Linked DNA regions of Mus musculus: regions 1, 2 and 4 are each linked to region 3. The links are chromatin contacts, called in public HiChIP or PLAC-seq and promoter capture Hi-C maps. All regions are on one chromosome and are shown on one strand. The core of a region is the stretch at or near the end of the contact, and the rest is flanking DNA. Distances in the headings are between cores, read along the strand shown.

Region 1 (7,610 bases), core at 4,733-7,232, 300 kb after region 3:
GCACCTGCATATATATGTATGGTGCACATAAACTCATGTCAGCCAGCAAACATACACGTAAAATAAAAAAGGAAACCTCTGTAAATGATCATTTTATTTATTTTTTGTTAATGATGGCGGTGGGTTTTGTTGTTGTTGCTATTCATTCATTCATTCATTCATTCATTCATTCATTCACTTCCAAGACAGGGTTTCTCTGTGTGAGCCTGGTTGTCCTAGAACTTACTCTGTAGTCCATGCTGGCCTCAAACACACAGATCCACCAACCTCTGCCTCCTGAGTACTGGAATTAAAGGTGTGTGCCACCAAGCCTAACTGAACATTTTTTTAAAAAACAAAACAAAACAAAACAAAACAGTAACAATTGGACTGGCAGGTTGGTTCAGTAAGAATGCTTGACACCCAAGCTTGAGAGACCTGAGTCCCTTAGTGGAATACCTCTGTGGAAGATGGGAACCAGTTCCCATATACTCTCAGTGGCATGAACGTGTCTGCAGTCACATACCCCCCCCCCCACATGTTGCATACACATATCTCACAGTAATAAAGATATAGTCAAATTGTAAGTCAACCTATACAAAAGATGGAAGAATCGTTTTCAGGTTTGAGGAATGCCAAACTTGTTCATTTTCTGATACACAATGAGACAAGGAAAACAGAAAAGACTATAATTTGATTAGAACAGATAATTACTTGGACTTTAACTTGAAAAGGAATAATGTATAGAGATGTTGTATTGAAAATTATAACTGGTTCTTGCAGTGAAAAAATAAAAGCAGAGAAGGGTTTGAGTCAAATATAAAAACCCCCAAATCAGTGTTTTTTCTTCACATTTAACTGTCACCAAGTCTTATGAGTTTAACGTTTCCTTATTGTCTCCCTTTTCAACTCTGATAACGTTAAGTTCTTAACTTTAGCCTGGTATGACTGTTTGGACTGCTGTTTTCTGTATTTTCCTGTGTGTAATGTATGTGCAGGTGTGTGCAGCTGTGAGTGCTTGCAGAAGCCAGAGGTTGATGTTAGTTCTCTTCTGCTATTCTTCTTCGCCTTGTTTAAGAGTAAAAAGAAAAAAATTCAAGATTTACTTATTTTTATTTTATGTGTATGTATGAGTTGAGTTTCCACATGTATGTATGTGTCCCATGCATGCGTGTGGCACCCATAAAAGCTAGAAGAGGGTGTCAGAGACCCTGGAACTAGAGTTACAGGGGGTTGTGAGCAGCCATGTGGGTGCAAGAGCAGCAAGTGCTCTCATCTGCTGAGACCTCTCTCCACTCATCCTTTTTTTTTTTTTTTTGAGATGGGTCTCTCATTGAATATGGACCTCACTGATTGGTCAGACTGGCTGTCCAGCAAGCCCCCTAGATCTACCTGTCCAAGTACCCCCAGTGCTAGGATTACAGGTACACCCAGCTTTTATGTGAGTGATTGTCCAGCAGGTATTTTATCCATTGAGCTATCTGCCCAGCCTCGTCACAATTTTTAAGGTGGAGGGGGCAGGGTTTCACTGTGTAGCTCTGGCTGTCCTGGAACTCTATATAGACCACCAGGCTGGTTCAGAACTCACAGGGTACACCTGCCTCTGCCACCGAGTGCTGGGATTAAAGGCAAGTAGAGAGAACAGACAGGATTTTTTTTTAAAGGGTCTTCTCAATTATTTCTTGTCCCAATGTCCCCTCTATTAAATATTTCTTTCACATCATAAATTACCTTCTAAAAGAGCAGTTCTCAACCTCTGTGTCCCAAACTCTTTTGGGGTCACTTATCAAGATATCCATAATATAATATCATATTATATTATGATTCAAACATACCAGTAGCAAAATTACAGTTAAGAAGTATCAACAAAATAATTTCATGGTTAGGGGACATCACAGCATGAGGCACTGTATTATAGGGTCACAGCATTAGGAAGGCTGAGAACCACTGCTCTAAAGTAATATGATCACACATTATTACAAAGAAACAGATGGATTTACTCGATTTACTTAGTGGTACAGACTGAACCACATTATTCTTTGGAGTTTTGTTTTGTTTGGGTTTTTGTTTCTTTTTCAAGATAGAGTTTCTCTGTGTAGCCTGTCCTGGAATATGTTTTGTCGACTAGGCTGGCTTTGAAGTCAAAGATCTGTCTGCCTCAGTGTCCTGAGTGCTGGATTTGAAGATGTGTGCTACCACTGTCCAAGTGATATTAATTACTCTTAATCAACTCTTTCGTCTTCAAGCAACTTAAGTGAGTTTCCAGTTTGGACTCGTTTTTTGTTGGGGTTTAAGAATTAGTCAGGGGAACCAAAAAGAGAAAAAAAAAAAAAAAAAAGCCAGGCGTGGTGGCGCACACCTTTAATCCCAGCACTCGGGAGGCAGACGCAGGCGGATTTCTGAGTTCGAGGCCAGCCTGGTCTACAAAGTGAGTTCCAGGACAGCCAGGGCCACACAGAGAAATCCTGTCTCGAAAAACCAAAAAAAAAAAAAAAAAAAAAAAAAAAAGGAATTAGTCAGGGGACTGGAGAGATGACTCAATGACTCAGCAGTTAAGAACACTGACTGCACTTCCAGAGGTCCTGAGTTCATGGACCATGGACTACATGGTGGCTCACAACCATCTGTAATGGGATCTGATGCCTTCTTCTGGTGTGTCTGAAGACAGCTATCGTGCACTCATATACATAAAATAAATAAATAATTTTAAAAAAGAATTAGTCAGTGGCTGTTTATTAAGTGTTGCACAGAGCCCTAAGTCTGTCAGATGGCTTTGTGCTCACAAACCTCACTGCACTCTAACAAGCATTAGAGGCTGCTCCACTGTTCAGCACTTAATTGCTCTGTGGCCACTGTGAAACTGGAGACCAAATCAAAGAGACAGTGAAAAAACGACCGGGAGCCTTCACAAAGGCACTTTAACTGGATGCTGAATACACAGAATGAAAGTTAAAGGTACCACAGGCACAGAGGGATCTGACAGGAGTGAGATGTAAGCACAGCCCAAGAAAAGGCACTAGAGACGGAGTGAGCAGGACAGGATGCAGAGCTATAAAGATTCAGACACTAAAGGCAGGAACAGACAGATTCCGTCTCGGCAAGAAAAAGTGCAGTCCCATTCAGAATGTCTCGGACGGAACTCAGGCGACGTCCCATAAATCAAAGGGAAGAGACTGAACAAGAAGATGATTTGGACTCTCATTTGGTGAGATGGAAGAGACGAACAGGGAGAGAGAGATGGATCAGAAAGAAATTATAGAATTTAAAGAGAGATGACAGCTAAAGAGGTGACATCACCAAGAATGCTTAAGATTCTTGTCTGCAAACATATGAAGACAGAGGCATAACTAAGGTTTGGTAAAGGGGGATGAAAGCCTAGCCTAACATAGCCACCCCATAACTATTCCACAGAATAGTGTCAGAACAAAGCTAAGCTCCAGGGAGTGGACTGAGGAGCAGAAAGACCAACACATTGTTGTTACTTAGGCTCTACTGCTATAAAACTATATATCACTAAATTACAGCCTTTAAACTCCACAGGAGAGCAACAGATCTTTACAAGGAAAATTAATGTTTAATAATAATAGTAATAATAATAATTAATGCAATTTACTCAACATTAGTCTGTTAACAACTGAATAAACAAACAAACAAATAAAAAGTCTGCCTCCCAATCCTTGTCATTATACTTGACTTAAAAGCTTCCAAGAAAAAAGTGACACTTGAGGCCATTATTTCAGAGTCCTCAGCATTGAGGCTAGAGCCCAGCCATGGGAATGCATGGTTTCTATGGTAGATGAACAGAGCAAGAAGGGAACCAGGCACACGCTGGCAATGACCTGAAATGAGGAAGACAGAGAGCCTGAGGAGAGATGCCAGAGTGAGAGGAATACTGAAGACAGAAGAGAAGGACAAACCAACCCCAGGGAAGGGCAGAGTCAGGAGAGCCAAGCTGGAGCCAGAGCTCAGTGACCCAAAACCCCGAGCAAACCTGGAAGACAAGGGCCGTTCAGCATCAAGGCCACACAGTAGATGGCTTTCCAAAAATCTCACTTTTAAAAAGTATTAAAGAAAAAAAATTCTTCAAGATGTTTATCAATGTTCACTGAATTCATCCAGGAGACTGATTTTTGTCTTGATGCATAAAAAAACTTCCTCCTTGTATTTTACAAGTTATATTTATAAATTATCAGTGGACTGTTTTCAGTATTGAATGTAAAGCGTCAGTTAGCGTGTCTGATAGTCCTGCAAATTGATCTTTGATCTTACCTTTAGTTACATTTTTCTGTCATGCTGGGGCTTGAACCCAAGACTTTGCTTGTATTAGGCAAGTCCTATACCACTTAGCTATATCCCTAGCTCAATGTAGTTCTTTAAGTGATGGCTCCAACATGTTTCAACATCACCGAAGAGGTTTTTCCACTTTTTATTTGGCTTCATCTTCTACTTGCTTGAGAGGCTCCTGATAGGGTTAGCAAGCTCACTACGCCTTTTGCTGTACTCTACTCTCCCAGCGCTGAAGCTCAATAGAGGAAAAGAGTTTGCTCTGAAAAGCCACCCTACAGATATATGCAAAGCTACATTATATATGATTTCACGAGTTATAACAATAAATGCTATTACTAATAACATGCTCAATCTTTTAACTGCACACGCACTCTCTACCACTTCTTTTTCTCCCTAAGGTAGGGACTGAACCCAGGCTAGGCACAAGTTCTACCCACGAGGGACTTCCTATAACCTGTAGTGTCTGCCTCCGGTGGTCGTCTGCAGCAAGATGAGCTGAGCTATCTTTGTGCTAACGTGACAGGTCTATTCTTAATCAACATTCATTCCTCACCACCAATGTACCTACCATTTTGGCACAAATCAAGATCTATGAAATTTCAGCTAACTTAAAGTTATTTGAGTGCGCGAGTGTGTGTGTGTGTGTGTGTGTGTGTGTGTCTGTTCATGCAGAGGACTGAATCTACAGCCTCATTTATGCTAAGCATGCATTCTACCTGCCAACACCCAGTCCCTAATTTTAAGTTAAAAAAAAATCTAATAGAACGCCAATGCATTAAAAGACATAAAAAGAGCTAATCAAACAACTTGCAACGGACCTTGTTCAAGTCTGAAGAGGGTCTTCTCTAGCTTCTCCATCTCGTTCAGTAGTAAAATTCGAATCTGCTTACTGTGTTCCATTTTGGCTTCTGGAGGATTCGAACTCTTTCCGTAGAACTAAAAGGACTCCAAAGTGGAATGAGTTACCCCTATAAAACAAAGTGGAATTATTTAAAAAAAAAAAAAAAAGGAGAAGAAGAAGAAAAAAAAAAAGAAAGAAAGAAAGAAAAGAAAAGAAAATATGACCTAAAACTCTCTGGAGTTGACAGCGGCACTTACATGTCCTAGATAGGTTTAAAGCCAAGAAGAGCAATGAGAAAGAGCAAAATCTTGTCAGTAAAGCCCAACAAGGGAGAAGTTTCTTCTCTCTTGGAGCAGAATAAGAAAGCCTGAAGCAAAGATGTAGAGTCTTACACTCAGTTCAAAACAGAGCAGACCAACAAAACCCCTAAAGCATTCTCAGAGAAAAGCAATGCATCCGCGAAAACCCTGGAGTTCAGTGGCATAAATTCCGTTCCTGAGCCAGGGGGCCCTGAAAACTCCAAATGGCACTGTAGCCTCCAGCAGATCAGGCTGCTGAACAGGTGGAAGAGCGCCCAGTTCCCAAATTCGGGTCTGAAGCCACCAATAGGGAGGTGATTGGAGAGGTTAGCAGTTGCTGTCCCGGGAATAGCTGCGGCGGCGGTGGCATGCGATGTACAGAGCGGCTATAGATAGAAGGAATGCGCGTCCGGAGACGGACGCATTCCAGGCACTTACGAGCGGGATAGACGTGCGGCGTCGGGAGCGGGAGCCGGAGCCGGGTACAGCGGGAACGCCGGACGCAGCGGCGGCCCGGGGAGGGCAGGGCGGCCGTGAAGGGCACGGGGAGGGGCGCCGGGACCCGGGCCAGGGGACAGTGACAGGCCAGGGCCGCCGAGACTCCGCCCCCCGCGGCCGGAGGACGTGCCGACTCCGCTGGGCCCCGGACTAGCCTGGGGGGCGTGGCCCTGCCTCCCCGCCCACTTCCGGGAGCCATCGCCCCCGCTAGCACAGACCACTGATCTCGCGAGAGGTGGGCACGGCTTGTGGGTTTGAGGGGGTCTGGGCTTTGGGAACTGTCATTGCCCTGATGTGCGATCGCTCTGCCTCTCTAGGAAAAGTGAGTTCAAGAGCGAAGAAGAGCTGGGATAATGTTTAGTTAGGGACGTTCTTTCTGGGAAGAAAATGCAAAGTTGGGAAAACCAAGTTTCTTAAAATTCCCTGCTTGGCTTCATTAACCTTGTGACACACTGGTCGCTGGGAAGAGGGGACCTCAGCTAAGGAACTGCCTCCATCAGATTGGCCTGTGGGCTTGTGCATGGGAGCATTTTCTTGTTTTATGGTTGCTATATGGGAGGAAAATAGGCATGGCCACCCCTGGGCAGATGGGCCTTAGTTCCATAGGTAAACAGGCGGCCCAGCCCGGGAGGAGCAAGCCAGCAAGCTGCACTTCTCTATGGTCTCTGCTTGAGGTCCTGCCTCTGGGTCTTTCTCGTTGAGTTCCTGCTTTAACTTCCTCCAATAGAGCACTGTGACCAGGAAGTGTAAGCCAAACACTTTCTTTCCCCAACTTGCTTTTGGTTCAGGGTTTTGTCACAGCAAACATGCATTTTTATTTTTTATTTATTTTTATTATTATTATTTGGTTACCGTTGATTTAAAGACAAGGAAACAGACTCCCTCAAAGGTTAAGTAACATGCTTAAAGCCGCTTCATGAACAACGGAGTGTATGTGATTTCAAGTACATTCCCGATGATTTTGGTTCACTAAACCCTTCATCTAAGGTTGGCATTATTTTCCGTGGCTTGATATCAATAAGGACTTGGTAAAATGGAAGAATGAGTGTGCATTCTAGCTTATAAAGACGTTCTGGTTTTTCTGTGACAGTCATCTCAAGATTTCTCCTTCAGGTCTGATGTTCCCTTAGGCGTCTCTTCTGCTGTGTTCCTAGGAAGTGTGGAGGCCAGAGTGCGCCCTCTGTGAACTGGCTACAAACTCCTGCTTGACCATGAAATCCCCCAGTTGAAGGCTGCCTGCTAGACTAATGAACCCAGCAGGTCTTCGTTTGGGGAGGGTTGAAGAATGGGAGCCGGTGACTCAGATACCACACTCTATCGCTGTATGTTGGGTTTCTCTGATTTTCTTTTTTAAATGTAGATTACCCAAAGCGTTCTGATCCATAACTTCTCCATCTGAAATGTGGAGCATGGGTGCACGCTCTGACACTTTATCTGGTACAGATTCATCACACTATCCTCTGGCCAGCTCATTTTGCTGCTCCCCAGTGGATAGCTGTTCTCCAGGGCTGCAAAACTAGCCTTTCCCATTGTCCTGCCTCCAGCACAACTCACATGGTATGTCTAATGTCTCAAGTAGATAGCGGTGATTTATCCTTCTGAAAGTGCTTAAATTTTTCACGTGTTGTTAATTCTACTCAACTTTGGAGGTTTCATTTTGTGAAATAAGGAGAATAGTAAGTCACGGACATCTGCTTTGGTAAGAG
Region 2 (7,077 bases), core at 1,701-4,200, 260 kb after region 3:
GTTTACTTTTAAACACCAGGGAGGAAAATGGTATTAAATTAAATTTAATGAAAGATATTTAAGGTGTCAAGAACTGGGATTTAATAGATACCTGCAGAAGAAAGGACTACTCAACCACAATCAAAAATACACATAAGTGGTTAATACACAGTTACAGTTGCATAGTAAGAATTATTGTTATGAGTGAGAGGCTATTAAGTGAGCAGTTTACTAAGCAATGGCATAAAAATCTTGGATAATATGTTTTTTATAAAACATCGTTTTCCCACAGGGTTTCCTTGTTGACCATTACAGCTGTTCCCACCTGACCTCTGACCTCCACCAGCGGCCTCACCTGCAGCTAAGGAGGCACAGCACTGCTCCTTCTCCTTTGTGATCTCATTTAACCTGCACGGCACATCCAGGAGCGAGGGAGAAAGCAGCGGCAGACAAGGGCATTTCCCGACTCCACACATCTGGACAGAACCCAGTGACAGGTGCTTCACGAAGGTGGATCCGTTCTGAACAAAGCTGTAACAAAGTGGAAACACAATCTTTTGAGCTCTTTTATTGTGCATTCTTTTTGCCAACTGATTTTTCTACGGAAATGTGTAAAATAAGAAAATAGTTTTATGGATGTCATTTAATAAGTTAATTAATAATAAAACAAGTAATATAATTTTGTTTTTTCATATCATATTTTAAAACAGTTTATTTACTTATTTTATGTATGTGAGTACACTGTAGCTGTCTTCAGACACTCCAGAAGAGGGCATTGGGTCCCATTACAGATGGTTGTGAGCCACCATGTGGTTGTTGCTAGGAATTGAAGTGAGGACCTCTGGAAGAGCAGTCAGTGCTCTTAACCTCTGAGCCATCTTCCCAGCTCCTCCATATCATATTTTACAGGCTTTGTAAACTAGGTTTAAACCCCACCCCTTGCTGGGGACTGGACCCCAGGCCGTATGCTTGCTAGACACCCAAACATCGCCATCAAGTGTTAAAATGTGTACACAGTGAGTGTGTTTGCGTGTAGGGTGCTTCTGTATGCCTGAAGCCCTGGATTTGATCCTGAACATCTTATAAAGTGGATGCACCTTGTAATCTCAGCATTTGGGAGTGGAGTGGAGTGGAGGCAGGGGGACCAGAAGCATAAGCTCAGCCTTGCCCACACGGTGTAACTGAGGTCTTCAGTACATGAGACCCTGTCTCAAAACCAAACCAAACCCCAAGCAAACTCTCCATTTGGTTTGCATGTTCTAGACTAAAGGACGCTAATACTGACTGTCCACCGGGAAAGCTTCCCAGCTCTGCGTCTGTGATAGTTCCTCAGGTTTTGGTCTTTTACAATCATGTATAAAATGACTCTCTATAGCTCCCACCCAGCTATGCCCATCTCTACCTTGACATCTGTTTCCACGCTACATCCAGCAGAGTGGTGTATGCACCAATCAATATAGCGTCAAAGTAGCAGGGGATGAGGTAGCGTGGGATCTGCTTCAGGTAGAAGAACATAGCCTGCAGCCATTTACCAACCTGTTACAGAAATAATGTGGAAAGTTAACTTGGTGTGTTTATAGGCTGGATATATTTGAAGAGTTAAATCTAAATATGTGACTTTGCTGGCCAGTAATCCATTAAGAGATAACCACTCCTTAGAACTGAAACACGATCAAGAAAGGAAACTGGCCTGAGGAAGCTGTGACTTATCTACAGTGGTAATAAAGCCCAAGTCTCAATGCCCCTCGACTGTTTGCACTCGAGCACCGTTCTACTTACCTCAGCAATACTTCCTGATCTTGAAATAAGCCGACCACTCACGTAGTCGATCATCCAGTCTCCCGACCTCAAGTTTTCACAGAATGGATGCCCCAGGTCATTCTTCGGTCTTATTTCTGCCAACACGGACATTAATCCTAAAAAGTGAGACATTACTGAGCTGTTGGTTGAGTCAAATGTCCTTGCTGCTCAGCTTATGTCCAGTCTCTAATGATCTGGGGTGAGCGCAGATACAGACAGACATAACGACTACTCGGTTCACAGTGGCACTTAGCATGGCTGAGTGAGAAAACTGTCAGGGTGCCTACTTTAGCAAGGACATAAAAGCGGGAAGCCAGGGATCTGCAGCTGCAAGAGCAATACAAAGCTTCCCGGGGGTCAGGACGTCTGCGACTCTTCTTCTTTATTTGTATTTAATACTATAACATTGAAAACAGCCGGTGTAACTTCTCATCCTAAAGCATGAAGCAGGTAAGCATGAGTATTCTGGGTTGGCAAGTGGTAGATTAATATTTAGGGAGGAATCAAGGGATCACAAAGCTGGTTTAGGAAGCGCGACCACCAGTGGTGGATGATAATGAAGCCTGCTTCAGAAGTAGTCTTTGAAATGTACAGGAGATATTAGAGCTAAACACACAGTCACTAAGTGAGCAGCTGGGCATACGATGACTGCTAAGCACACTTCTCAAGGGTCACCAGCCTTCTTCCTATGAACACTCGAAGCAGATTCTGTAATTCTAGTACAGGATGGCTATACTTTCATCCTTCAGGAAAATAATAATTTCTACCTTAAAACAGCATGTGGCTTCACCGGCTCCATTTTAAATAAATTCATTTAGTTAGAACTTAATGAATTTTACGTGTGCAGCATATTTTTAAAAATTAAAAACAACGAATTTAAGACGTAGGATTTTGGGGGCTGGAGGGATGGCTCAGTGGTTAAGAGCAATAGCTGCTCTTCCAGAGGTCCTGAGTTCAATTCCCAGCAACCACATGGTGGCTCACGACCATCTGACGCCCTTTTCTGGTGTGTCTGAAGACAGCGACAGTGTACTTATATATAATTAATAAATCTTAAAAAAAAAAAAAGAAGAAGCTGGACGACAAGGCTGCATGGATACTGTGTTAGAGGCGACGCCCTCTGCCCAGTCCTGTCAGGGAGGGACTCACTAGTGCTGCAGCTGAATCAAGGAGCGGCCATGAAAAGGTGTTCCAGCAACAGAGCGGCGGCAGGGCTGTGGGAGCCACGGCTTGTGTAGGAGGCAGACTGGGCTCGCCGCGCTGCTTTATAGGAAGCACTTAATCTTGGAATGGGCGGTAACTGTGGGGAGCAAAGGGAATGGCAAGGCGAAGGGAGCACAAGGCTCTGCAAGCACTAACTGGCTGTTGAGAATCTGGAGCAGAGCCATAAAAGGTTCCTAGATTCCAAATTAGCAGAGCACAGAGCACTGTAAGAGGTGGGGAACACAACTGTGCTCGCTCACGGCAGGAAAAGGTCAGCGCGTGCTTAGGTAGGAGTTAGCTTATGGCTGTTGTTAACAGTCTGCTAAAAGATGTTTTGTGCTGCCAAAACTGTTGTCTTAGGAGAGGAAAAAATGACTGATATATATATATAAAACCAAAGCCAAAAAACCCCAAACAAATCAGATAAGGGGAATTTTATTAAAAAAAAAAAAGTCAAATCACTTCATGAGGCATACAAGAAAAAGGACAGGAAATGAGCTTTTTTTAAGCTTAAAATCGGTAACACTTCTTTTATAAAATGGATTTATTTTTGTTTATGTGCATGTGTGTATCTGTATGTTTTATTTATGTGTACGTGGTATATGAATGCAGTACCCATGAAAGCCAGAAGAGAACACAGGTCATCTGGAACTGGAGTTGCAGGGAATTCTGAGCCACCCATGAAGGCTCAGAAGTGAGCCTAGGTCCTCCAGGCGAGCAGTTACGTGTGCTTAACCGGAGCCATCTCCCCAGCCCTGACACATGACCTCTGCGTGCTTACTCGGAACCAGGGCTAAGAGACTATGAGCGGTGTGGATCCTAATCACACCCCCTGTGGCACAGAACTATGGTGAGAAAACTGAACCATGGAGTTGTTTACTGCAAGGTTATACAGGTAGTTAGTATAGGGGAGTCTGGTTTCTTGTTTTTGTTGTTGTTATGATTTTTGTTTGTTTGTTTGTTTGTTTGGAGACAGGTTCTCACTCTGTAGCTCTGGCTGTTCTGGAACTCACCAAGTACACTGGGATAGCCTTGAACTCACAGAGATCCACCTACTGGAACTAAAGACATGCACCACTACACCCTGTTGAAGTCTCTTTCTTTCTTTTTTTAATAATTTATTTTATTTTTATCTTGCGTGCACTGGTGTTTTGCCTGTATGTCTGTCTGTGTGAGGGTGTTAGATCTTGGAGTTACAAATAGTTATGAACTGCCATGTGTGTGCTGCGAATTGAACCTGGGTCCTTTGGAAGATCAGTCAGTGCTCTTAACCACTGAACTATCTCTCCAGCCCCTAAAGTCTGTTTTTTAACCATAGTAGATACATTCACACACACAAGATATACTAATTTCCAGAATAAGGCAGTATTTTCCAAAGATCAAATAAAAAATACAGTAAACAAATACAAGTGTCAGCCTGAGGACGAATGACTATGATAAGCAATGATTAAGAAAGGCTTTATATGGGGCTGGAGAGATGGCTCAGTGGTTAAGAGCACTGGCTGCTCTTCCAGCCATCCTGAGTTATTCCTAGCAGCCACACGGTGGCTCACAGACATCTGTAATGAATGGGATCTGATGCCCTCTTCCAGTGTGTCTGAAGACAATGACAGTGTATTCATATACATAAAATAAATAAATCTTAAAAAGAAAAAAAAGGCTTTATAAAGCTGGATGTGGTCATACACGCACGTAATCCCAGCATTTAAGAGTGGGCATAGGAAGATCAGGAGTTTAAGGTTATCCTTAGCAAAACAGTGTCTCTGAGGCCAGTGTGGGCATGTCTCCAAAGGACAATAATGAAGATAAGAAAGGCTTGATAGAATACAAAAGTTAATATAAAAAATACGGTGGAGTTGGGTGTGGTGGCAGGCGCCTTTAATCAATGAGTTAAGTAACATTACCTATACTTTTTTTTTCTCTTGAGACAAGGTCCCCTTATAATCCAGGTGGCCTCAAATTTTCACCTTTTCTGTTTTAGCCTCCTGAGTAGTTGGGATTACAATCTTGTTCCACCACACCTGGCTATCATTAATACATTTTTGTTTTGTTTCATTTAAGACAGGGATTCACTGTATAGCTCTGGCTGGCCTAGGTCTCATTATGTAGACCAAGCAGGCATTGAGCTCACAGAGTCCCGCCTACCTCTGCCTCACAAGTACTGGAACTACAGGTGTGCACTAGAGACAGCTCAGTGGTTAAGGCCACTTGGTGTTCTTGCAAAAGAATAGGTTCAGTACCCGGTACCTACACGGCAAAACTCCACTTCCAGGGGATCTAACACCTTTTTCTGGCCTTTGTGGTTAACAGGCAAGCACATGCATGCATGCATACATACATACATGCATGCATACATACACACATGCAAGTAAAACACACTCATAAATAAAATAATCTAAAAAATGTAAAACATGCATTACTGCATGCCTAGTTCTATCATTCATATTTTATTGAGGCAGAAATCGGGGTTCAGAAAGGCTATGCTACTAATGGTAACCAACAAAAGCCATAAATTATAATCTGAACTCAGGTTAGACCTACCTTGAAGTCCTGCGTACTTAAGTGATGACCAGTTTGGTATGTCATAGCAACCGCCACCGTCTTCTTGTTCTTCTGATTCACATCGGTAAAGTACCTGGTTTAGCTCAGCCAAAGTCAATTTAGAGGCAATGCTAAGAATTAGAAAATAAATATACTATTATTTCATTTTCTATAAGTAAAAGAAAAAGAAAAATCTGCATTATAAATATTAAATGTCTTAGAAATGCTTGGTTCTAGGTACTTCTCTGTTGTTAAGATAACACACTCTGACCAGAACCAACCAGGGGTCTGTGATGGTTTGAATTAGACAGGTTCCAGAGGCACACATACTTGAAAACTTGGTCCCCAGGCCAACCTGTTCTAAGAAAGTCTTCAACTGAGGTTCCCTCTTTGCAGGTGACTCTAACTGTATCAAAGTTGATAAAAAACTAATCAGAACATATATGTGCTAAACACTCATCACTGAAGTAAACATATACTACCATAGTATATCACAAGGAATAATTAAGGAGCAAAATGTAGTGGAAATGAAATAAGAGCTAATGTCACTCAAACTAAATAAAAAAAAATCTAGTGACAGCTAAAGATAAAGACTTTTATCTGTGTTTGTGTTTGTACAGGCGTGAATGCAGAAGCCTATGGAGGCCCAAAGTGGGCCTTGGGTTCACTTAAGCTAGAATTACAAGCAGTTGTTAACCACCTAACACGGGTACTGAGAACTGACCTCTGGTCCTCTACAAGAGCAGCAAGTGCTTTTAAGGGCTCAGCCAGGTCTCCAGCTCTGTGTCAATTTTATTCATTCAGAGTATGCTAGATCATCTTTAGGCTGTGATCTTCTGAACTTCTGATCGGCCTGCTTCTACCCTTTAAATGCTGTGGTTACAGGTATCAACTACCATGCAAGTTCTGGCTGGCCTGGAATGTGCAGGATCCTCCTGCCTCTGCCTACCGAGTGCTGCATATTTTATGCTCTTAAATATGACATCACAATAATACATACTCATTCTTGGAAAAGACGACACTCTCACATAAAGCTGAACATGCTCATTAAATCATTTTTTTTTCCAGAGGTTACTTTACAGTATGTATTAAAAAAACCTCAAATATGTGATTTACTCTAGCTCCCAAATTTCACTTTGAGAAATTTAGCTTAGTGTCAGTAACCACAACACTAAGTAGCTATCAGGTGACAGGCACGAATCACCTGTTTTGCATGTGTTACTGTGATGCCGGGAAGTGGGGGGAGCCCTGGGGAGCAGTCCTGGAGCGTGAGTGAGGTCGAGGTGTGTCCAAGCCCCGGGAGTTACGTCCTGAGATTGGCAGGAGTAGGGTCGCTCCCCCACCAGGCCTGCATGTCAGCGCAGGTGGACCTATGGCCCCATCTTTGCCACTGGTTGGGACGGAAGGTGGTCATGTCTGTTATGGGTGGGGAAGCGAGGTAGGAATGACATGTTATCCTGTTTAATTTGTACAAAATTTAAGAAGTAAGTATTATTATTGGCCCCACTGTCCAGATGTGAAACCTAAAAGAAAATTTAAGTAACTTGGCCAAGA
Region 3 (6,940 bases), core at 4,124-6,623:
CGGGCTCCCAGGCCCCCTACCCAAACTCCCCGCCCGCCCGCCCGCCCGCAGTACCTGAGGCCCGGCGTGCTGCGGCCCGCGCGGATCTTCTGCACGCGCAAGGGTAGGCCCAGGAGGCAGCTCAGGGCGGTGGAGACCCTGAGGATCTGGCCGCCCTGTAGAGAGCACCGGGGTGGAGAAATGACAGAGGTTGAATGGAGGCCCCCGCCGCCACGGCTCGCCCCGGCCCCTAGCAGTCCCACACTCACCCCTTCCATGATCCCACCGTCCACCTCCACCCGCTGGCCCTCCATGGCGGGCGCCTCTGAGCCCGGCCGGCAGCGACCACGTCCCTGCTGCAACCGGCAAAAGACGAGGCGCCCGCAAGCCCGCAGGCCTGATAGTGCGCTTCCGGGCCGAGCTCGCCGGAAGGAGAAAGAACCCGCGCCTCCCGGGAAACTGTTGCTGTGGAAACGAATTCCCCAGGGGACCCTGCCGGCAGCTGTACGCATGCGCTCCACCCAGCGCTCAGAGAGGCCGCGCGGGGCGTTGTGCGACTGTGTACCCAAACTAGCAGGGAACTGGGCTGGCCACAAGGGGGTGACACAGCAAAACCTTCAGGCTCCAGAAGCCCTTTCCCCCCAACAGGTACATTCTTCAGTTATCCCCCAGGCTGGTATTTTATTTTCCCAATCATGTGTAAGCACTGCCTTCTCCAGCATCCTCGGGTACCTCAAAGACTGGGAAATGAGGCTGAATTGTGTGATGAAACATCACTGTCGCCTAATTTCGATACTGTACTAACACAGTATTTTGGAAGCATGTAGATTACTTAAATCAATCTGGAACGTGCTCCAAGATGTGAATGGTTACTTGAAATGTTACCGTCAGAGCCTGGCCCCTGGCAGGCCTTAACAAAGTAGGCTCAGCCAACACCTTCTCAGTAGCCAAGCCAAGAAATAAGTATTAATGGAAGGCAGAAAGAAGAGATCTGTTACGTGTGGTCCCATTGGGAAGAGAAAAAAATAAATAAATAAACCTAGTCTATCTTCAGGGTTCTGATGGAAAGCTTAGGTTTAAGTAGAGAGCAACAGTGATTCACATGCAAGCAGTCCTAATCTAGGTGTGGTCCAGGCCAACACTGACCTGCCATCGACTCAATCTCTTCTGCAAAGTGGTCTAGCAGATTTTAGAACTGTAAAATCTCTTCCTGGGGCTGGCGAGATGGCTCAGTGGTTAAGAGCGCCGACTGTTCTTTCAAAGGTCCTGAGTTCAAATCCCAGCAACCACATGGTGCCTCACAACCATCCGTAACGAAATCTGATGCCCTCTTCTGGGGTATCTGAGGACAGCTACAGTGTACTTACATATAATAAATAAATAAATCTTTTTTTAAAAAAAAATCTCTTCTTGGATGACAAACTTGCCCCCCGGCTGGCTCGGGAACTCCGGCTTTTCCCATGGCCTAGCATGAGACTCAGAGAAACTTCCTTGTCTCATGGTCCGCTAAACCAAAGGGAGAGGCACAAACCCATTATAGTGTACAGAAGATGGTTTAGCGGCCTAAGAACCTAAAAAAAGGAGATACCAGTGATATAATTTTACAGACAGGAAATAATAAGACATTGAAGCAAGGCTGCTGTGCGAATATACATGTTGTACTTTTTAAAAATTATTATTATGTGAATGGGCATAATGTGTACACATTCATCTGTACACAGAGGCCTGAAGAGGGTATCGAATTCCCTGTGACTGGAATTCCAGAGGATTGTGAGCCACCAATCACACGGGTGAGAATCTGACCTGGGTCCTATGGAAGAGCAGCCATCTTCCCTGTGGTACCTTGATTATCATACATATTAGATTCCTATTACATAAATATAACACCCTCTGAAGAAAGCTAATCCTTTTTGTTTTTATTAATCACAGTGCTGGAGGCTGATGTCGAGGTTTGATGCATGCCAAATAAACACTGTACCAAACAGCTATAGTCTCGACCCCAGCTTATGCTTTCTAAAGCCGAACTCCTGCTGTTACTTGGGTGGTAGAAGGAAGTGGACAAGATAGAAGTATGAGGTAGAAACTGTCCAAAAAGCTGTAAGTGATATTGTAACCTGCATTGAAGGAGTGAGTATAGGCAACAGAGACACTCAGAACTGGGATTTCCCCAGGAATTCTTCTCAGGTTGGAAGAAAGACAGAAAGACCAAAAAACAGACAGACAGACAGACAGAAAGAAAGAAAATGTGTCTTCACAAAAGGTTTTGTCTAAAGTTTCAAAAGCAGTATTACTTAAAACAGTCCCAAAGCAGAAATAACGCCTATGTCATTAAAAAAAAAAATTAACATCAAAAGCCTCACAAGATCAGTGAAGTTAGAACTTTCTGGTTATTGTGTGTATGAGAACTGGAAATTGTCAAACCAAAGAACAGCAGGGAATCTCATTTTTGTAGAAGTTACTGCATAGTTTAGAGAGCTCCCACTCAAGTCAACAAGAAAAGTCAACAAGAAGGCTGGTGTGTAGCTCAGTTGGTAGAGTCTGCCTAGCAAGCTCAACAGGTCTGCTTGTTTGGGTTTTGGTTTGGTTTGGTTTTTGGCCACAATTGTATGTATTCAAAATGGGGGTGCTATGTAAAACCCTGACCCCCAAAAGAAGAATCAATAAGAAAACAATGAAAAATGAATGCACACAACAGAGAGGAAACAGTTAAAAGTACATGAAGGAAGCGTTTGAAGAATCAATATCCAGGGTTGGTGTGGGTGGCACATCTCTTCAATCAACAAAGGCAGATAGAGCTGTAGGAGCTTGGAGTACATACCAGTTCCAGGCCAGAACTACACAGACTGGGAGGGGGAAGGGGGGGCGGCATCTCAGAACCAATAAACACGTGAAACCTGTTTAACTTTACTAATAATTAAGAAACTTTAACACCATAATGCCATTGAATAGGTAAATACCTATTACTTCTAAGGCTGTCAAATGAGAAACAAAGAATAGTCCCACTCTCAGCTGCTAGACAAGTTATTTTGTACAAGCACATTGCAAAGCAATCTAACATCGCCTAAGTTAAAATTGAAGATAAACATTAGCTGTCTCAAAATTCCATTTTTAAGCTAGGCTTGGTGGTTCGGGCCTGTAATCCCAGATACTAAGCAGGCTGGGGGAATAGAAGCATAATCATGACTTCAAGGCCACCCAGACAGCTAATCGAGATCCTGTCTCAAAACTAGTAGATAAAGAAGCAGAGAGCTGGCAATGATGCTCAGTGGTTATAGACGGCTTGCTTAGCTTATGCAAGACTCTAGGTTCATTTTACAGTGTCTGTCTCTGTCTCTGTCTGTCTGTCTCTGTCTGTCCCCCTCCCTTCCTCCTTGGGTGCCTCCCTTTCTTCTCTGGGTCCTTCCCTCCCTCTTAGTTTTACTAACCAAAAACACGGTTGGCTAGTCAAGAATTGCATCACTTGGCGCTAGTAGCGCTAGTAGCAATGCCCCATTCAGATCTAGTGAATAGGTTCCAAAACCCGGCTACAAACAAAGATAAGAACACAATCATATATGGAATCAGGATCTACTGACGTAGGATGATAAACTAGTTTGTTTCCTGAAAATAAGATAGAATCGAGAGAAGCCTGAATGGAAGAAAGTTACATAGTATCTTTCAAGAGCCCTAGGAACAACTAACTCCCTTCCCTCATTATACAAGCAAGAACATATAAGATTACTAAGTCTATTCAATGCACCTATAAAAAGTTTAATGGGGCCTGGCAGTGGCGGTGCAAGCCTTTAATCCCAGCACTCAGGAGGCAGAGGCAAGCAGATTTCTGAGTTGGAGGCCAGCCTGGTCTACAGAGTGAGTTCCAGGACAGCCAGGACTACACAGAGAAACCTTGTCTCAAACAAAACAAAACAAAACAAAACAAAACAAACAAAATAATGGGAAAAGTTTTTAAAAATCAAGTTCTTTTGATTATTGCGATTTTGGGAGGTGCTGTTAAGACAGGGTTTCTCTAACAGCCCTGGCTATACTGGAATTCACTTTGTTGATCTGGCTGGCTTCAAATTCACAAAGATCCACTGTCTTCTGGGATCAAACACTTTCGTCACCTCATCTGTCTATTGCAGATTTTCTGATAAAGGCAATGATTTATATTTACTGCCTACAGTAGATGAATGTGCATTACACAATAGTACATCTGTGTAAAGTTAAACAACTTGTGAAAAACCTGAGATTTTTGTTTCACAACCACCGACTTTCCAGTGCTGAGAGTTTCTATTGGCCCCTGCTTCCTTCTGTTTTGTTTCATTCTCTCTAACGCCTTAGACATTGATGCAGATTTTTATTCTCTCTAAGAAGAAAGAACCGTTGAATTTACTGAACATATATACAATGTATGCATTTATATACCACCTATTAAAGAAAGTTCCCTCTCTCTCATTCTCTCCCTCTGGCTTTGTTTCATTTTGTTTAAGAATGAGTCTCACCACATAGCTCAGGGTGACTGGCCTTCCATTCACAATGCGACATCTCTGCCTGCCCTACCCATGTCACCCTCACAGTGCTGGGTTTCTGATGTTTCCTTTAGCAGTTCCACTTGAGCTCAATTTGACATTTCTTCAAGGGGCAAAGCAATTCAGGGTTATACGTTTGTGACTCATTTCTTAATGATGCATCTGACCACATTTTCTAAGACTCAAAGACAAAGTGATGACATGTTTATTTTAGACACGAGAAGTCAATTTCAGCAACCTCAAGGACACTATACAGGAAAGAGGAATTCCTAATCATGGAGAAGTGTTCCTGTATGGACTTATGAAAAAGTCGCGCATCAGAGTCTTGCTATGAAACATAGAAACATCTTATTTTTTCTGCCCTTAATGTAGTTACAGCACAATACCAGAAAAGACAATTTGCTACTGACCCCTCAGGTTTTCAATTAGTGACCCTTCTTGTGTGCCCTTAACATATTCTTTTTTAAAAAATTATCTATGTATGTGTGGGTGCACAACTGTTTGCATGTACAGCACATGGATGCAGGTGCCCCGAGACGGCCAGAAGAGGGCGTCGGATCCCTTGGAACTAGAGTTGTAGGCTGTTATGACCTACCTGATTGAGTGCTGGAGACTGAACCCAAGTTTCTGCAGCCCCTAAACGTGATTTCTCTCCATTATCTGAGCTAAAAAGATGGATTGTTGATGCGCGTCTACTTAACAACCCAAGTCCTGGATTTTTAAGCTGTCGTCCTCCCCAAGTCTACCTTCTCCCTCCCTCAATTCTTTTACACCTCTCAAGGGGGAGGGGGGGGGGCTTCAGTCGGCCCCGCCCCTCGCCCTGGTTGGCTGCCCGGTGGGAGGCTCGTTCCTTCTCTCCTATTGGCCGCTCAGGGAGGTGCGTCTCGGGTCTGGGGATTGGTCGCCTGGAGGAGGCGTCTTTCCCAGCTGTGTGCTGGTGGCTATTTCCGGAGTAAAATGGCTGCAGCGCGTGTACTGAGGACCTGGAGCCAGAACGCTGTCAGACTGGTAAGCAGGGTTGGATGGGTCTAAGGTTGGGAAGGATCGATTTAGTAGATGTTATCCGGAGTTGTGTGTTGCTTTCTTCTCCGAGTGCCTCGCGTCTTGTGAGCAAGTGATGGAAGGATGCATGCAAATCAGAAGGGCAGCGAAGGTGGCGTGCCAGTGAGCCTGGAAACTCACTCCTTTCCCGTCCCGGGGCGCGATTCTCTGACGATTAGCTTTGGGCGACTAGCTTTCTTCCCAACCGTACCCACATCCTGGCCTTTGACCTGCTTAACTTTGCTTGAGTACTTTCTAGATGTCAGGCATTGTGATAAGCACTGCAGACACAGCTATGTTCTTTCGAGATTTGTTGAGAGCCCACTGCGCGCCATACGCTGGCACTATTAACCTGAGAAGAGAAAAGCCTCTAGCTTGATTCACTCGGGGCTGCACTTCTCCCCTTGGTCCACAGTCGTTCCAACTTTTTAATCATCGATTTACCACCCCCATTTGCAGTTCCCCCTCACTCACAAGCTTTTAGCAACAACCGTAGATGTATCCCACTACATATCTAGTTTCTTCCTAATTACATAACTTTTTGGATACCGTAGACTTTACCCATTTCCCTAGATGTTCCTTTAGTGCTGGCCTCCTGATCTCTCCAAACCTTCTTCCCAGCCTGCTGTGTGTATTGGGCACTGGGCATATTTCTATAACACAGCCAGCCACCATCCTTTCCCTCCTAACATTGTAGCCTAGAACAGGAGAATAGGAGAGAGGGAGGCAAGGAAAGACAGAAAGCCACGGTTTTAGAAAGACGTGCTATTATGGAACAAGTGCTCAAAGCTCCTGTGACACTTGAGGGTGGACACCTATGGAGGAGTGGGGGTACAGAGAGGAATTCCTGGGGACTAGTGAGTGCGTACGGAGACTGAAGAGAAGTAGGAACTAGGCAGCAGAAGGGTACTCTTGTCAGCAGCACCTTAGTAGGTATTATGGGCAACTCTTCTTTCGAGAGCTCTCCACTCTTGGATTCTGAGACACTAGTTGACCAATATTCCTCTTCAGTTGCTCTATTCCACTGCCCTCTTTTCCTTTCCAGCTTCTAAATACCACGCAAAGACTTCCGTCAACAGTGCTCCCATAGGCTCTCGACAGACCTGCCAACTTCCTATGACCTTTTCCATCGTTTGATGTGTGTGGACACACAGACAGAATGGTGTGACGGGTGCCCACAGTGTTTAGTACAGTGACATGCTGGACAGGTTTGTAGTATAAGAGCTAGCATAGAGCTTACGTGGGCAATAAGTTAAGCCATTTGGTTTGTGTAAGCATAAGGTGAGTCCATAGACTAGCTCATCTAATAGTGAATAGATTTCACACAGACCTGTCATAAAGTGATGGATGACTACTAAAAAAAAAAAAAAATAAAAAAAGAAGCCCTGGCTTTGGCCCTCTGCGCTTTTCCA
Region 4 (7,011 bases), core at 836-3,335, 430 kb before region 3:
GTCTGGATAACATACACATTTGGGGGGTCGCTCCATCAGTTCAGCAGTCTCCAACACAGCTGAGTCGTCAGCCCCGAAGTGTGATAACACAGGCATGCGCATAACAGCAGCATGGACTTCCTGTTTGAATTAGCAGATAATAGTAAGCACTTTCAAGAGCTCTCATTCAAACAGCGGAGAGGATGAACTAACTACACAGTTGCTTTCTCTAATTGCTAATAAAGACACCTATCATTAGATCTCTCTGTACAATTTGGGTTGTCAAAGTTACTATCACTGAAAACAATTTTATTTTTTTGAGAAAGGGTCTTACTATGTAGCTCCCGATGCCCTGGAACTCTCTATGTAGAACAAGCTGTTTTCAGATCATATTGTAGGAAAGAGAAAGAAAGGGGGAAAGAAACGGGATCTGGAAAGATGGAAACAGTGGTAAGAAAACATTTGTCCCTCAATCGGGAAGACTCAGAGATCCCCAGGGACACATGTGTAGATGGAGGAATTCACTCTGGAGAGTGTGTGGCCACAGTGGCGCTGTTTGCTGTGCCTGTCATCTTCCAGCACTACCTTGGCTGCTTCTGTTGCTTGGATTACTGCTCTGCACAGATGGGTGGAGTTGGTGGAAGACTCAGAAGTCGTCACCAATGGGTTTGTGTGGCCTCGGCCCCAGTTTTCTATCAGTAGCCTTAGCAAATCAAAGGCCTTTTCGCAGGAAGGATTCTGAAGTGTGTGACAAAAGACGTTGTGAGATTGCTCATAAAATAATATCTGTCTTCAGAGAGTGCTGGGCCCTCACAGACCATAGGGACTAGATGATTGTTGGAGTATAACCAACTCCCATTAATTACAATCCCACATGTCTTCTTCTTAAAGCCTTTCTTTCTGTATCCTGTGTTTTAATTCATTGCTTGACAAAACCCAGATGTTATTTTACTACATATTTTACTCTCAGCGGGGCACAAGCACAGACCCTATAACCATAAACATACTTCCATAGGAAAAGATTAAACAGTGGAAACCATATTAAGAAAAAAAATCCACATAGAAGGATATGAAAAGGAAATACTAAAAGAAGAGAAAGGCTGAAAGAAATGTTTTTTATATATGACATACTTCAGAGTCACTACATTGATATATAGCTAATTATACAAAAAAGTTTAGTGGTATAGAAGAAGCTTATGGAAGAATGAAACTGAGTCCTCACTCCCACCCTCCTGGTGGCTGTTTCTGATTCTTTGTTAACAGTTTGGTGCACAGGCAAACATTTAGAACCCAAGTATCCACATGAGCTCCTCAGCCCTCTCCCATCTCTAGAGGATGACTAGTCAGCAGTCTATGGAGAAGGAAGGACACTCCTTGAGTAAGGCTTGCTTAGAGAAATGTCTACTCAGAAGGGGATCTTAATGTCTCGTGATCCTTCTTGGATCACATGGCACATGGCTCCTGGTCACCTTCTAGACCAGTGTTTCTCAACCTGTGGGTCACAATGGCTCTGGGGGGGGGGGGTCAAATGACCCATCCACAGGGGTCACATCTCAGATATCCTGCCTATGTACATTATGATTCATAACAGTAGCAAAGTTAGTTATGGAGTAGCCACAAAATGATTGTATAGTTGTGGGTCACCACAACAGGAGGGAGTCTTATGAAAAGGTCAGAGCATGAGGAAGGTTGAGGATCACTGTTGTAGATCCCCAGAGGTCCCTCAGCAGGGAGCTCCTTGCCCTCTCAGCATTAGCTGTTGGTATGGAGAGTGTCTGCCTCTCTCCTTTCCTGTCGCCTGTGACAAGGTCCCAGTTTGTGGAAAGGAATGAGGCATGCTGCACTTTTATTATGACTCGCCCCGAGGTTCAGAGACAGCAGCAGCCTAGAAGCTAAAACCTTGGGATGCTGTTCTCATGTAACATACAAGACCCAGAACCAAAGCTGGGTCTCTTTGCTGAGAGCAAGGATCCTAAGAGATTATAACAGAAAATAAGACGTGATAATTGACATTAAAAACTCTACACAATAAAACAGACTGATTGGGAGTGGGTGGACATTCTAAATTTAGTTCCCTTTAAGATCATTCTTGCTAACGCTAATCAAAGACTTCCGCCTCCTTGTTTTTTCCTTTGAGTGAATCCCCATGAGCAGAGGATCATATCATGATTCACACTTAGACCAGTTGCTTCCAGATTCATATCACATCCATTTCCCACTAAATATTCAGATTCACACACACACACATACCGCATTTTCATACAATACACACACAGACAGGCACACTGACACACACACACACACACACACACACACACACACACACACATACACACATGCACACACAGAGGCATACAAAAACACACACACAGACACACAGAGGCATATACACAGTAGTAAATTTCACTCACACACACAAATACAGACACACACTCATATTCTGTGAATCAGAGACTGCGTAGCATGAGCCACTAGGGAGAAACTGAAAATAAAGTCTCAGACACCTCGACATTTGCTGTGCAGTGTGTGAACATTTCCATTTCAGGTTAGCATCATTGGCAGGGCCAAGGTCATTACTTTCCTTCAGTTTCAAATCTTTTCTCACTATCCTTCAAACCTGCCTTATTCTATCTCTGTGTAAAAGAAAGAGACTTGAATGATGCACAAAATTATACTTAAAGGCCACACCTTTAGCTATTCAGTTAAAAGTCAGTACGGCTTATGTTAATCTAGCTGAATCCCTGGTTAAGAACGTTTAAGTTGGGGGAGGCAGTCTTATTCTTCCCACTCTATTGAAACACCAATATGAGACAGTGTCCTACTTTACTACAAGAATGAATGTAGCACACCGTCTACACATTGTTGGAAAACATGTGAGAAAACATGTAACAAATTAATATTCTCAGCATTACAAAAATGTAAGAAAAAAGGAATCCTAATAGCAAAATTGGCAGAAACTGGTATTATTTAGAGAAGAGAAGTAAATAATAAAATAAAAACATGAACATTGTTAACAATACATAGTAAAAGTGGAGTGTAATGACACCATTATTGCTAGCCATCATATTTACAAAAAATGTTCAGGGATGACCTAACCACAGAGATGAGATGAGGCCTCTGCCTTCATCAGATAATTTATCACACTTAACCCAGAGAAGCAGCTCAGAAATGTGTCATAGAATGCTATACTTTTTAAAAATTTTTTATTGATTTTTACATTTCAAATATTATGCCCTTTCCGTTTCTCCCCCTCCAGAAATCCCCTATCCCACCCTCTCTCCCCCTGCTTCTATGAGGATGTTCCTCCACTGACCCACCCACTCACACCTCCCTGTCTTTAATTCCACTATACTGGGGCATCTATCGAGCCTTCATAGGACCAAGGACCTCTCCTCCCATTGATGGCCAATAAGGCCATCCTCTGCTACATATGCAGCTGGAGCCATGTGTACTCCTTGGTTGATGGCTTAGTCGCTGGGAGCTCGGGGGGGGGGGCATCTGGTTGATTGATACTGTTGTTCTTCCTATGGGGTTACAAACCCCTTCAACTCCTTCAGTCCTTTCTCTAACTCCTCTATAGGGGATCTCGCACTCAGTCCAATGGTTGGCTGCAAGCATATACCTCTGTATTTGTAAGGCTCTGGCAGGGCCTCTCAGGAGACAGCTATATCAGGCTCCTGTCAGAATGCTACCTTTTAATGCCTCTCTATATTAATTAATTAACTAATTATGTGTACATGTTCATGTGTATACACAGGTAGACATATGCCCGTGCATGTGGAGACCAGAGGTTAACCTTATTGTTGTACTTTGGGAGCAGTCCAGCTTGTTCTCTTGTGACAAAGTGTGTCCCTTAGTACATGGCACTGGCCAAGTAGTCAGGCAAGCTGGTGTCGTGTCTCTACCTCCCCAGAATGAGAGTTAGAAACTTAAGTCATGAAATATAGCTTTTTACCTCCATGCTGGGAATTGAACTCAGGTCTTCCATGTTTGTGCGACAAACATTTTACCAGCTGAATGGAATCCTGCTTCTAATGTATTCATGTTTTAAAACAAATAGATATTGATGATAATTAATGCATAAAATGTCAGTATTAGAATATCTGAAATTTAGGAAAATCTGTTAAATATTGGGATTAAGGGACAGCACAATTATGTTGTATACATGCATGGACTATTGCATGCAGGTACTCTTCCATTAATATAAGAAAACACTTTCAATGTCCAATAAAAATAGCATATAAAGTTATTTTAAGGCATAAAGATGCATGTATTGATCACTTAACAGTGCTTAGGTGATTTATAGACAAAGTCTTCACTCAGTTCATAATTGAAGTCTTCACTCACTTATGTCTTTTATGATTCTTTCCACAGTTTTCCATCATGATTATGTATCACTTTTATAATCAGAAAAATAACTATTTACATTTTAAGACCATGTGTTATGTTACTCCACAAAGTCTACACAAAATAACAGTGACAGAGGGAAAAACGGGGAACTATGATTTGCTCTATGGCTTCCTGACTCTTTCAAAACATGGAAGCTATGGGCTTAAATCTTTCTCACATCTGCAATAAAGTCATGTCCCCCACCCCATCCCCAATATCATACAGGAGCAATATCGCAGTGACTCATTCTTAAGTCCAGTTGTCAACTTTGAAAAAGAGCACTTGACCACATTTTTTTAAATAGTTTATTCTGAAAGAATATGTAAGTATTGCTAAAGTTGTCATGAACTAACATGCTAGTAACAGGTGCTAACAATTACAATGGTCACACATGCTACAAATCTAGTGCTGGTCTTTATGATGTTAGTTTACAGTGTTGCTTATATTAACAAATATATAGATTTTAAAAAAATAACTAGATAACCCAGGAAGTTTTTAAAGATAACTTTCAAAGCTGTGAAAAGGTTGTATATAATGATTCAGACTCCATTAAGCTGGTTACAGATTCCCATGTGTAGCTTTCACAGTGAGTTGATTGTAAATCTTATTTATTAAAATATAGATGTCTTGTGCTAAACCCACTGATCTGGAAGTTAACCTAATGCTTAATGCGCAGGTTTGAGCATGAGTTCAGCACTTCTGTGATCAGGAAGTTCAATATGAACTGAGAAAGCGAAAAAAAAAATTGACCTGTGCCCTTTTATTTGAAGGGGCAGAGAGCTAAACAAGAAGTTCATTGAGGTTGTACTTCATGTTAATATTCCGTACAGACAACAAAAATCACAACAAAAGTTCATATATTTATTCTCCAGGCTAAATGAGTTCCTTCTTTAGGACGTTTTCCAGCTTGGCTCAATAGCTGGGGACATAAAACACAACAATATTCTATTTGGCAAAAGTGGGGATATTTGAAAGCACTTTTGTGTTCTACTTCAAGATTTTTTTTGAACCAAAATTTCCTTTATACAAAGTATTAAAATACAACTGTATTTCTAAATGAAATAATAGGCATACCGTTGTAGATTTTAATTGATGATTGGATAATCAAAACAAACCATGGAAAAACGATGTATCTAAGGCTATTCACACAAGCAATAGATCTCACCAAGTACTTTACTCCTGGAACTGGAAATACAGCAGTAACATAACACTTCTGTTCTTGGGAGCAGATGTGCTGCTTCTGAGAACACTAAATAAACACTGAATTTATAATGTGATTTCAAGGAGTAGTAAGTGCTAGGAAAAAATCGGGAAAAAGGATTAGGTAACAGCATACTTGTATAATACCTGCTTTTAGAGAGCACTGAAAGGCTGTAAGAGGATGTCCAATTTAAACAAAATCCATAAGAAAGTGAGAAAACAAGTCATTATACACCCTGAAAGATAAAAGTTTCCAGGTATAGAGAGGAGCGTGTGTAAAAAGCCCAAGGTGGAATCAGGTTTGTCACATATTAAAAAGGATGAGAAGGCTGATATACAATATCACAAAGACTGTGGGGAAGATGGGACAGTGGGGGGCTGTGGGAGGATGGGGCAGTGGGGGGGGCTGTGGGAGGATGGGGCAGTGGGGAAGATGGGACAGTGGGGGGCTGTGGGAGGATGGGGCAGTGGGGAAGATGGGACAGTGGGGGGCTGTGGGAGGATGGGGCAGTGGGGAAGATGGGACAGTGGGGGGCTGTGGGAGGATGGGGCAGTGGGGGGCTGTGGGAGGATGGGGCAGTGGGGGGCTGTGGGAGGATGGGGCAGTGGGGAAGATGGGGCAGTGGGGAGCTGTGGGGAAGATGGGGCAGTGGGGGCTGTGGGAAGATGGGACAGTGGGGGGCTGTGGGAAGATGGGACAGTGGGGGGCTGTGGGAAGATGGGACAGTGGGGGGCTGTGGGAAGATGGGACAGTGGGGGGCTGTGGGAGGATGGGACAGTGGGGGGGCTGTGGGAGGATGGGGCAGTAGGGAAGATGGAGCAGTGGGGGACTGTGGGGAAAATGGGGCAGTGAGGGGCTTGTGGGAAGATGGGGCAGTGAGGGACTGTGGGAAGATGGGGCAGTGGGGCCTGTGGGAAGATGGGGCAGTGAGGGACTGTGGGAAGATGAGGCAGTGGGGGCTGTAGGAAGATGGGACAGTAGGGGGCTGTGGGAAAATGGGGCAGTGTATTAGTTATTTCTCTCTTGTTGGGATGAAATACTCTACCAAAAGCAACCTAAGGAGGACATTATTGCTTTTAGCTTAACTTCCAGAACAATAATACAGTCCTTCATAGCAGTGTGGGCATGGCAACAAGAGCAGAAGGCTGACTGATCAAGTTTTTATCTTTGCTAAAAAGAGTGTGCTAGAGGGAGGGAGGAACAAGATGGGGGGGGGGGAGGCTACAGCCTCGTAAAGCCCACCTCAGTGAAGTGATTCTTCCAGAAAGGCTTTACCTCATAAAGATTCCATTACCTTTCCAGAGTGCAAGCTACCAGAAGAGAAAAGACAACCTATAGGGTGGGAAAAATACTTCCAAATCATACGTTATAGAGGGTTTTAAATCCAGAATATATATCTATACATCCATTCATCAACTGATCCATTGGTTGATCAATAATCT

What was found. Promoter capture Hi-C pulls out the DNA fragments that hold promoters and counts their contacts. HiChIP or PLAC-seq counts read pairs in DNA pulled down with a chosen protein or histone mark.
Region 1: a promoter capture Hi-C map of pre-B cells shows a contact between it and region 3. The contact joins the promoter of Agl here to the promoter of Dbt in region 3. A contact is called at or near these places in 17 of 39 promoter capture datasets (the 3T3-L1 cell line, the C10 cell line, the HPC-7 cell line and 11 more), 1 of 15 datasets of contacts at CTCF or cohesin (embryonic stem cells), 10 of 484 Hi-C or Micro-C datasets (CD8 T cells, Sertoli cells, embryonic stem cells and 4 more), 21 of 115 datasets of contacts at active chromatin or transcription factors (the 230-238 cell line, the SCID.adh cell line, astrocytes and 13 more) and 4 of 9 other capture datasets (adipose tissue, embryonic stem cells, liver and 1 more).
Region 2: a contact with region 3 is called in an H3K4me3 HiChIP or PLAC-seq map of embryonic stem cells, with 14 read pairs. The contact joins the enhancer-like site here to the promoter of Dbt in region 3. A contact is called at or near these places in 25 of 39 promoter capture datasets (the 3T3-L1 cell line, 3T3-L1-derived adipocytes, the C10 cell line and 14 more), 13 of 115 datasets of contacts at active chromatin or transcription factors (the 230-238 cell line, the SCID.adh cell line, bone marrow-derived macrophages and 4 more) and 3 of 9 other capture datasets (adipose tissue, liver and pancreatic islet).
Region 4: a contact with region 3 is called in a FOXA1 HiChIP or PLAC-seq map of pancreatic cancer cells. The contact joins the enhancer-like site here to the promoter of Dbt in region 3. A contact is called at or near these places in 3 of 39 promoter capture datasets (the 3T3-L1 cell line, hippocampal neurons and neural stem cells), 3 of 115 datasets of contacts at active chromatin or transcription factors (bone marrow-derived macrophages, embryonic forebrain and pancreatic cancer cells) and 1 of 9 other capture datasets (adipose tissue).

What each region holds. Positions count from the first base shown.
Region 1 is chr3:116,802,184-116,809,793 of GRCm38.p6, forward strand. It overlaps Agl (amylo-1,6-glucosidase, 4-alpha-glucanotransferase), which reads right to left and starts at 5,983. Exons shown (of 34, transcript NM_001081326.1): 1 at 5,845-5,983; 2 at 5,085-5,234. The coding sequence starts at 5,166.
Region 2 is chr3:116,771,006-116,778,082 of GRCm38.p6, forward strand. Agl (amylo-1,6-glucosidase, 4-alpha-glucanotransferase) reads right to left here. Exons shown (of 34, transcript NM_001081326.1): 21 at 5,524-5,654; 22 at 1,759-1,895; 23 at 1,382-1,515; 24 at 335-510. Among named protein-coding and RNA genes, the nearest start is that of Agl, 34 kb to the right of the region's middle. Within about 2 kb of position 2,951, at least 7 of the 459 cell types and tissues checked have an H3K27ac peak or open chromatin away from gene starts, as enhancers often do. A contact at or near this core is called in embryonic stem cells, where this site is marked.
Region 3 is chr3:116,507,697-116,514,636 of GRCm38.p6, forward strand. Dbt (dihydrolipoamide branched chain transacylase E2) reads left to right here and starts at 5,374. Exons shown (of 11, transcript NM_010022.4): 1 at 5,374-5,495. The coding sequence starts at 5,445. It overlaps Rtca (RNA 3'-terminal phosphate cyclase), which reads right to left and starts at 479. Exons shown (of 11, transcript NM_025517.3): 1 at 249-479; 2 at 55-155. The coding sequence starts at 293.
Region 4 is chr3:116,080,521-116,087,531 of GRCm38.p6, forward strand. No RefSeq gene overlaps it. Among named protein-coding and RNA genes, the nearest start is that of Gm31384, 9.6 kb to the right of the region's middle. Within about 2 kb of position 2,086, at least 26 of the 459 cell types and tissues checked have an H3K27ac peak or open chromatin away from gene starts, as enhancers often do. A contact at or near this core is called in adipose tissue and pancreatic cancer cells, where this site is marked.